Linked DNA regions of Sus scrofa: region 1 is linked to region 2. A link is a contact called in public Hi-C data. All regions are on one chromosome and are shown on one strand. The core of a region is the stretch at or near the end of the contact, and the rest is flanking DNA. Distances in the headings are between cores, read along the strand shown.

Evidence for each region. A called contact is a pair of places that touch in the nucleus more often than the background predicts.
Region 1: a contact with region 2 is called in a Hi-C map of liver, with 9 times the contacts expected there. The contact joins the promoter of PPA1 here to the promoter of TYSND1 in region 2. A contact is called at or near these places in 1 of 5 promoter capture datasets (fetal liver), 5 of 47 Hi-C or Micro-C datasets (adipocytes, fibroblasts, liver and 1 more) and 1 of 2 datasets of contacts at active chromatin or transcription factors (alveolar macrophages).

The regions. Positions count from the first base shown.
Region 1 is chr14:73,164,487-73,169,266 of Sscrofa11.1, forward strand. PPA1 (inorganic pyrophosphatase) reads right to left here and starts at 3,202. Exons shown (of 11, transcript XM_001925080.6): 1 at 3,028-3,202. The coding sequence starts at 3,091. It overlaps LOC102163044 (a long non-coding RNA gene), which reads left to right and starts at 3,514. Exons shown (of 3, transcript XR_002338432.1): 1 at 3,514-3,708.
Region 2 is chr14:73,086,728-73,091,426 of Sscrofa11.1, forward strand. It overlaps TYSND1 (peroxisomal leader peptide-processing protease), which reads right to left and starts at 2,891. Exons shown (of 5, transcript XM_001927343.6): 1 at 795-2,891. The coding sequence starts at 1,966. It also overlaps a transcript of SAR1A not described here.

The sequences.
Region 1 (4,780 bases), core at 1,952-4,451, 78 kb after region 2:
TTTTTTTAAGAGAATGCTTAGGTTTACAATAAAATTGGGAAAACGGTATGGAGATTTCCCACATACCCAATTCTCCTGTTCATTATCAACACCACTCATCAGATTTTATTCTCACCCCAGAAAAACTGATTGTATACTTCACTTTCCTGGTTGCTCCAAGATCAGGTTAGGTTTTCATCCTACATGTTCCTTAGGGTTCTGATAGGTACTGAGCTCAACGGTGAGGGTGGGGAACGCCTTACAAATCTTCGTATCCCACAGCCTGTTTTACAAAAGGCAATGGAATTGTTTGGATTGATTTTACATCAGTTAACAGTTTACAGAGGTAATGAAATACCTGGCCTCAAGGGAGAAAGGAGGGGACCAACTTGCCCAGTTATAAAGCATGTTGCTTTAAGTGATGTTCCAAGAAGACAGAGACATCTTTGATTATGATTTTTTTTTTTTTTTTTTTTTTTTTTTTTTGCTTTTGCTTTTTAGGGCCACACTCGCAGCATATGGAGGTTTCTGGGCTAGGGGTCGAATCAGAGCTGTAACTGCTGGCCACAGCCACAGCCATAGCAATGCAGGACCTGAGCCTCGTCTGCGACCTACACCACAGTTCATGACAACGCCAGAGCCTTAACCCACTGAGCGAGGCCAGGGATCGAACCTGTGTCCTCATGGATGCTAGTCAGATTCATTAACTGCTGAGCCACAACAGGAACTCCCAATTATGATTTTCTTAAGGATAATCTAGTTGTAACAACACTTGAAGAAATAATTTCTGTAATCTAGAAATCTAACTACCATATACAAAAAGTAATTGTAACACTTCCTTACTATTCTTGAGGACAGTCCACATTACATTCCTTCAAGATTAAAAATCAGGAGTTTCCATCGTGGCTCAGTGGAAACAAATCTGACTAGGAACCATGAGGATGCAGGTTCGATCCCTGGCCTCGATCAGTGGGTTAAGGATCCAGTGTTGTGAGCTGTGGTGCAGGTAACCGATTCGGCTCGGATCCCATGTTGCTGTGGCTGTGGCGTAGGCTGGTGGCTACAGCTCCAATTCGACCCCTAGCCTGGGAACCTCCATATGCCGTGAGTGCAGCCCTCAAAAGACCAAAAAATAAATAAATAAATAAATAAAAATCAAAGTGGAGTAACAAAAATGGAGCACTGACCACCGGCAATGGAATATTGGTCCCTTTAGTCAATAATGACTTGAGGTCCAATCCACTATCAGTTTTATAGACAATGGCAAATGTGACATTAGGAAGGCAAAAATCTTCTCCTATTAAGAAAAGATGCTAGGAAGTCTATTTTTAATTTTCTTCTATTTTTTTAATTAAAATTATATAGTACTGACTACCAATACATAATTTAAGAAAAAACTGTGTTCTGCAAATAAAGCTTGAAGACGATTATCCTAATCATTCCCCACCTTCAAACTAGAGAATCATCTCTCGAAATCTCTCCTAGAGAGAATTCTGGAATCAACACTAACTCCAGAAAAATAGTTCTGTGAATTATTTGTCAAAAGTTTCTGCACTGCCCTTATTGCTTAATTTCAAAATCAATTAAGATGGGGGGGTGTCCCACCCTTGCTCGGATTTTCCCGTAGCAGTCTAAACTTAAAACTAGTTGTGTAACTTTTTTTTTTTTTTTTTGGTCTTTTTGTCTTTTTTGTTGTTGTTGTTATTGTTGCTATTTCTTGGGCCGCTCCCGCGGCATATGGAGGTTCCCAGGTTAGGGGTCTAATCGGAGCTGTAGCCACCGGCCTACGCCAGAGCCACAGCAACATGGGATCCGAGCCGCGTCTGCAACCTACACCACAGCTCATGGCAACGCCGGATCGTTAACCCACTGAGCAAGGGCAGGGACCGAACCCGCGACCTCATGGTTCCTAGTCGGATTCGTTAACCACTGCGCCACGACGGGAACTCCAAGTTGTGTAACTTTTAGAGTTCACTTTCCTTTTCCTCTCACATCAAGCTATTTTTTGCTAGGAGCTTTGTTCTTTCAGTATTTTCTACCATTCGCCCCCTATACCCCTCTCTTCACTACCCTTCATACAACACACGACCTTACAGAATCCGCGGCACCTGCCCATTTCCTTCCGAACAAAATTGTAAAGTTAAAAGCGAAAGGCCTTTGGTGACACATTTTCAAACGCCCCCCCCCCCTTATCTCTAGTAATTTTTTTTTTCCCCCGGAGGGGGAGCAGGGGGGACTCGGTAAGAGGATAAAGATAAACTCTCGGCAGCTTTCCTCCATCTACAAGGCTAAAGGTGATGTCAAGGGAAGCTGAGCGCTGCCAGCCTGCAGCCTCCTCGCTCTTGGTGCAGACGTGGGGGAGATACCCCTTGGACGCGATTCCCTGCACAGGGACCAAAAATTGGCACTTTCTTACTCATGCTTCCCAGATTGACGTCATCTGCTTGACCGGAGGGGAACAGCTTTCTGTTTCATAAGGCTTTTTCCCAGCATCAGTGCTACAGGAAAACATACGGCCGGGAGGCAGGAGCGCTACTGGGACCCCAGAGGGATGGGTCCAGTCCTCCACTGACTGCTCCTGATCGGGGCCTCGATTTCCCTGTCTGTAGGACGAGGGGCTGGACTTGGTGCCCACAATCTGAGCCACTGTGGAGGAATTAAGATCTTAGGGAGTCACCACCATCACCTCCCCCTCCCTGTTCCTCCAAAATGAATAATCCTCTTACAGGGATTAGTTTATTCCCAGGCACCTTTTCTAGGGTGACTCAGTGGTTTCCTTTTCCCCTAAGACACTGCCCGAGCTGAACACCTGCAAAATTAGCCTGGCCCGGGTTCAGGTCCAACCGAACGTGTTCAAGAGCAACGAAGACCTACGCCCTCCTGCTCGCAAGCGGGACGTGTGAAATGAGAGGACGAGGCAGCCCAGGCCCCGGGGACCAGTCCAAGGAGCCCGGCGCGGGCCGCAGCCGCTGGGGCGGTGGGGGGAGACGAGGCCAGGGAATGAATGGGCGGGCAGGCAGGGAGGGGCCGCGGGCCTCGGACACTCACTGAGGAAGACTCGGTACTCGAGGGTGAAAGGCGCGGAGCGCTCCTCGCTGCTGAAGCTGCTCATAGTGCCGGAGACTGGACGCCGCCGCCGCCGCTCAGAGTCACAAACCCGCACGCGGCGCTCACTGACAAGGAGAAGGCTCCGCGCCTGCGCACTGCGGTGACTGGACCTGCTTGGGGGCGGGGAGCCGCCTTTAACTTGCTGGGCGCGGGCGAGCCCACCCCGCGCGCAGGCGCACTCCGCGGTGCCCGCGAGTCCTTGCGCCCCAGCCCCGCCCCCTCAGGCCGCGCCTCCGCGGACTGCTCAGGAGCCCCAGGCTTGGCCACGTGGCTGCGTTCTGTCCCAGCTGGCGGGCTTTGGGCTCTGAAGGGAGAGAGTAAGAAGGTCTCAACTTGGACCAGCTGAGGCTTGACCGCTGACGTCTCGCCCTCTACACACAATGGGAACACACCTTTGACTCACATACCCTCTTACCTCAAAAGACGCTGAGGAGTTGTTTCATGGTTCAGCACGTTAAGAATCCGGTGTTGTCACTGCTGTGGCTTTGTTTACAGCATTGCGCAGGCTTGATCCCTGACCCAGGAACTTCCAAACGCCGCGGACATGGGGTTGGGGAGGGGGAGATAGACGTTTAGGAATCAGCTGCTTCACTTTGCAATCCCCGCTAAGGCTGCTTAAAGGTGAGCAGTTTTCTGATCTGTTTGAGAAAAGTTGAGTTGCATTACTGATACCCTTTGGCTACCAACTAGGTTACATCTCCACTGCTTTCCAGCATATGACAGCGAGCAAATTGATATTAAGCTCTCTGACTCAGTTTCTCGTCTGGGAAATAGAGATAATAATAGTAATGATTTCAAGGGTTGCTGGGTTATTCCCACCCTCCACAAGGAAGATTCAGTCTGCCGCCCCCACCCCACCCCAAGTCCCCTAGGCCTTGAGATGGCAGCATTGGGAAAGCCCACACGTGAGCTCATGGTCCCTTGAGGACATTTCTCTCAGGTGCAAGCTCCTTGGAGCTTGTTTTTATACTACTGTTTCATGTTGTTAGGCCAGACCCCAAAAGCTAAAGCAAGTTCGAGGTTATGGGCAGATGTTTGCTTCACTCACTTCCCCAGTTCTATGTGTGTGTATATATATGTGTGTGTGTGTGTTTCAAAATCCTCGTTAGACAGTGATTATTCACTAATTTGATTGCAAAATTATTTCAAAGAATGTCTAGTTTAACTTAAAAGTTTTGATGGGCTGGGCTTTTTTTTTTGGCCCGGGGAGGGGGGGCATGCAGGTGGCATGAGGAAGTTCCCAGGCCAGAGATCAAACTCACACCACAGCAGTGCTGGCCTGCTACTGCAGTGACAATGCTGGATCCTTAACCCACTACACAAGAGAACTCCTAAACTTTAAAAAAAAGAAGAAGAAGAAGTGTCGGAGTATCGGAGTTCCCGTCATGGCACAGTGGTTAATGAATCCGACTGGAACCATGAGGTTGTGGGTTTGATCCCTGGCCTTGCTCAGTGGGTTAAGGATCCAGCGTTGCCGTGAGCTGTGGTGTAGGTTGCAGACGCCGCTCGGATCCCGCATTGCTATGTCTGGAGTAGGCTGGTGGCTACAGCTCCAATTCAATCCTTAGCCTGGGAACCTCCAATGCCGCAGGAAGTGGCCCTAGAAAAGGCAAAAAGACAAAAAAAAAAAAAAAAAAAGTATCTACTATATAAAATGAGAAGTGCCTTGTATTAAATGAAAACCTAGTAGGAT
Region 2 (4,699 bases), core at 1,641-4,140:
TGAACTGGTACAGCAGAACAAGTATTAACACTTGGTCTTATACTGCTTTGCTTTGGCCTAAGTTAAGCACCTGGGCTACAGAAGAAACAGAAAGAACATGAATTAGAAAACCAAGCCAGGAAGCCATGGCTTCTGTCTCCACTGTCAGAGCAAGGTGAAGTAAAGGAGGGCAGGAGTGCCTTCCCAGTAGAGAAGGAACAAATGTTGGAGGTCCCAACCTGGCTGCCAGGATCACCCAACCACTATTCAAAATGTACCTATCTACCTGGGCTCCCCTCCCATATTCTAATTAGGTTGAAGGTCATATTCTGTTCATTTGGATCCGGAAGGGACTTCTGGTTAAGATCTAAGAGATAAATCAAGTAAGATTAACAGGCTCCTCCCCTTACCCCTAGAGGGTGCCTTCCTGGGCCCCCAGGACTTCGCTACCACCTTCAGGGGAGAGAGGACAGGGTTAGAAGTCTCTATTCAAGGGCCTACTGGTGTATGGGTCCAAGGCTGAGACAGAGAAGTTGCCCAGGAGGAATTCAGTCTGGGAGGGAGAGGTGGGACACCCCACAGTCCCCCAATCCAGTTGCTTGGCATCTTGCCCAAACCCAATTCACCCCTTGCCAGGAGGGCCCAGAACTGGAGTTCTGGGTGCCAAGGATAAGCGGAGGGTCCTAAGTCTATATCCACACTGCACCACCAAGACACGAGTGTGATGCCAGAAGGCCTCCATAAGCCTCAGGATTATAATCCGAGGCCTGAGACCTGGTGAGTGGGTGGAGTGGGGGTAACCTTGAAGGCCTTACTTCGGGGTGGTGGAGCGAACCAGGACACCGGCTGCCTCCCGAGGGGCCACATGCCGGCAGGTCACCACAAGTCGGGGCGCCACGGCCACTCCAGAGCCCCAGACGGAACCGCACTCCACTAGCACAGCCGCGGCTGCCCACGGGGGGCCGGGATCTCGGAGGGGCCGGTCCCACGGGGCGCCCATCTCTTGCGGTAGGAAGGCAGCCAGGGCATCGGTGCCGGGGTGCAGGTGGCAGAGCGCGTCTCGGGCGGCGCAGAGGAGAGGAGCGGCGGCACAGAGCAGGGTGAGGCCCACCCACTCGCGGGCCTTCCAGCAGAGGGGCGCCGCCACCAGCGCCACCAGAGTCCCCGCGGGCCGCGCCGCGAACACGCCGCCGCCCTCGGTGCCTGGCAGGCAGCGCGCGTCGGTAAGCAGCAACGGGCCGGCCGAGTTGCTCAGCACGCCGCGGCTGAGCGTATTGAGAAAAATGTCCGGGCAGAAGGCCCCGAACGGGGAGCCGCAGGCCAACAGCGGCGCGCCCTTGGGCACAGCCCCGAGAGGCGCCACCGCCACTATCGGCCCGCGCTCCACCGCCTCCGCCTCCCTCTCTGGGTCCGGCAGCACGCGCAGCAGCGCGAACCAGCCCAACGCTCTCAGCTGATCCTCCTCCTCCTCCTCCGACACCTCATCCTCCGGTGCGGCGCTTGCGAAATGCCACTGCTCGGCTGTCTCGCTGCCAAAGAGGCGCGCGAACTGGCCCCGGAAGATTGGGCAGCTCAGCAGCAGCAACAGCTCGGCGGGGCGCGGGGGCTGCAGCTGCCGCCCGCGGGGCCGGGCGGGCGGGCCAGGGTCCAGGCCGGCGCACTGGGGTGTGCACAGCCCAGCGCGGCCCCGCTCTGCGCGGCCTGCGGGACTTGCAGCCGTTGGGCCCCACTGCACGTGCAGGCGCAGGTCGTCACTGCAACTGTCTCCGGGTAGGAAGGCGGCGCCGGCCACAGTCAGTGCCCCGCTGCCGGCCCGCAGGAAGTGGGTGAAGATGCCTCCGTGGCACAGCACCAGGCCCGGGCGGCGGCTCAGGATCACCCCGCTGCAGCTCCATAAGCCCGCCTTCGGCTGCCCCGCCCGCGAGGCGCTCACCATGCAGCCCGCCTGCTCGGCCGCCCTCATGGCTGGCCCCCACTGCCGCCCCATGGCCTCTGGGACGGCACACAGGGGCTTCCAGGACTATGAGCGAGCGAGCGAGCAAGAACCGCGACAGAGACCGATTGACCACACGAAGGGCCACCCAAACCTGAAGGAGAGGTGCAGGCACTTGTCGCCAGTCTTCTTCGTCCGGCCGGATTGGCTGAGCCCCAGATGGCCTGTCCTGATTGGCTGGGCTAGGGGCCGAGCCCTGATTGGTTGCTGAGGCTGACCCCGCCTTTCCCCGTCCTAGTGGTTCAGATGGTGAGAGCTAGAGGGAGAGGCGGAACCCGAGGATCAGCTCCAGGAGTGAGACAGGAGTGTGGCTTTACCGGTAGAAGAGGCGTGCTGGTCCCTTGGAAGCCTAGTCTCGTCTCCGTTGGCTGCGCTACAGGAAAGACAATAGAAATGTGCGCTGACATGGCTAGACTTGCCCAGGCGAAGACAGGACCTGTCAGTATCAGCCCAGGTGTAGGGGACATCCGACCTCTGATGCCTGGGATAAGACGGGCAAGGAAATACTAGGCCCATTCAGTATTTTGAAATTCTGTAAGTAAACCCTACAGCAGTTTACTGGGGGGCATGGAGCTCACAAGGTTACACCTAGGGCCTTTTGATGACCCACACTACATATCTCATGGAAACCAGGTTTGCTCAAATAAAATTGCCCTTTAAAACTATGATGAACCTTAGCTTCAGCCAGTTTTTAATTATACAACCCTATAGTTTGCGGTATGCACATTTCACACAATGACATAACCACCATCCAAGATTTATCTAGGTTAGGAGTCGAATGATTTTTCTGTAAAGGGTCGAAGTGTAAATAACTCAGGTTTTGTGGGCCATACATTCTGCCTCACATACTCAGCTCTGCCTTTATAGCATGCAAAAGCTAAAGGAATGGGGTGGCTGTGTTCCAATAACTTTACTTATAGACTCTGAAATTTGAATTTCATATAGTTATCGCATGCCACAGAATTGCATTTTTTTTTTTTTCTCACAGGCCATACAAAAACAGGCAGCAGGCCAGATCTGGACCACAAGTTGTAGTTTGCCACCCCTGATCTAAGCTAATATAAAACATCCCTACTTTTCCAAAGAAATCTCTCTGAGGACAGAGGGACAAGGATGTTTTGAGGTCACTGCAGGATATCTCTGAAGGTCTGTTTATCGCAGTATCACTGAAGTACATAGTAATTTAAATAAGATTATTTTAGTACATATGTCAGCATTAATGGAAACCAATCACTACTTAAATTACATAACTCTTCTGCTTCAAATTTTTGAATAAACTATTGCTGCTTGGTGTATCCCCAGCACAATGCAGGGTAATGCTCATTGCTCCCAGTGACACAAACCTGTTTGAGAATGGGACATGTTGAAGACTCCACTACAGTATGATACAGGACTGATATAAGCAATCTTCCCTTAGCAGGTACTGTCGTCTTCTGGTTCTGTGACACAGAAGATGGCTCTATCACAATAAAAACTCTTTTAACTATTCCAACTTCCTAGCAATAGAGTTTCTCTCTGGAGTCCAGTGATTCTCCCTTAATGATGTGCAAGCCTCCAGTATGAAGTTATCAGTCATATTTTTCTGTTTATGGCACATCACAGTAGAGAGTCCCAAGTCATAGTCAACAGCCAAGATGAGACCCCCTTGAGTGCTGGGCTCATTGACTCAAGCCTTTAATTTTCATGTTCCACTCCAACTCAAATAACACAAATCCATATAAACATAAAATCCATGTAAACATGGACATTAGTTTCAATCACAAGATGCTTTCAATAATTTAATACCTAAAGAGAACCTGCTGCATTTTGGTCGCATTCTATTTTGCCACAGTACTTTGGTTTTAGAAACTCATTTGCGTTTGTTTAAAAGCAAGGCTTCCTATAAGCCTAGTAAATACACAAGCACAGATTTTAGCACTCCCCGTTTTGCTAAATGAAGAAATCAACTGCATCACTCCAATTTTGTATTCAATCATGAGTGAAATACAACTAAACTGAATCCAGTTCTAGGTAGCATGTTAATAAGAGATTTTGTTCAAAAGTCTGCCATGTCCATCCTGTTGCAAAAATGACCACCAACCCTGGGATCACCGAATGTTCCAAGGCTCTCAAATAGTACTTAATTTCTTCCCATAAGTGGGAAGAACTTTTGCTCCCCCCACCAACAAATTTCATGGCATGTTCAAATTCTGAACAAACCAATGCCAAAAAAAAAAAAAAAGAGAGAGATAGTAAATTTGTTTCAACTTTTTATTAAAACACTTAGGATACAGATTGACTTTCTTCTGTAAATGACTTTTACTTTTCCTGAAATAGGACATATATGCACTCTGATAAAACAGAATGAAAGGTTTCAATTCATGGAGTTCCCGTACAAAGCTTTGATTCTGTTAGGAAGCCAAACTCCTCACAGTAGCTTCTTTCCTCTACCTTATTATAGGAACTTTGTTTTCTGTGGGGCAAGAAATAAACTGGCACCACTTGATTTTTCAATCCCAACTCTTTCTCCAGTGGCCAAAATAAACCACTTTCACAAAGAGCTGCCCTGTATAGAATCCATAGTTTCCTGGCTTGCTACAAAGTGATTAGGGACAAATAGAAAACAAAAACAGGAAAACTAACACTGAGGCAATTATACCTCTCCTGTCTCTGAACAGAGAAGTATGGGTTACCTTTAGCCAAAGGAAATTAAAAGTACACACGTTAACTATCTAGTTCATTCATCGT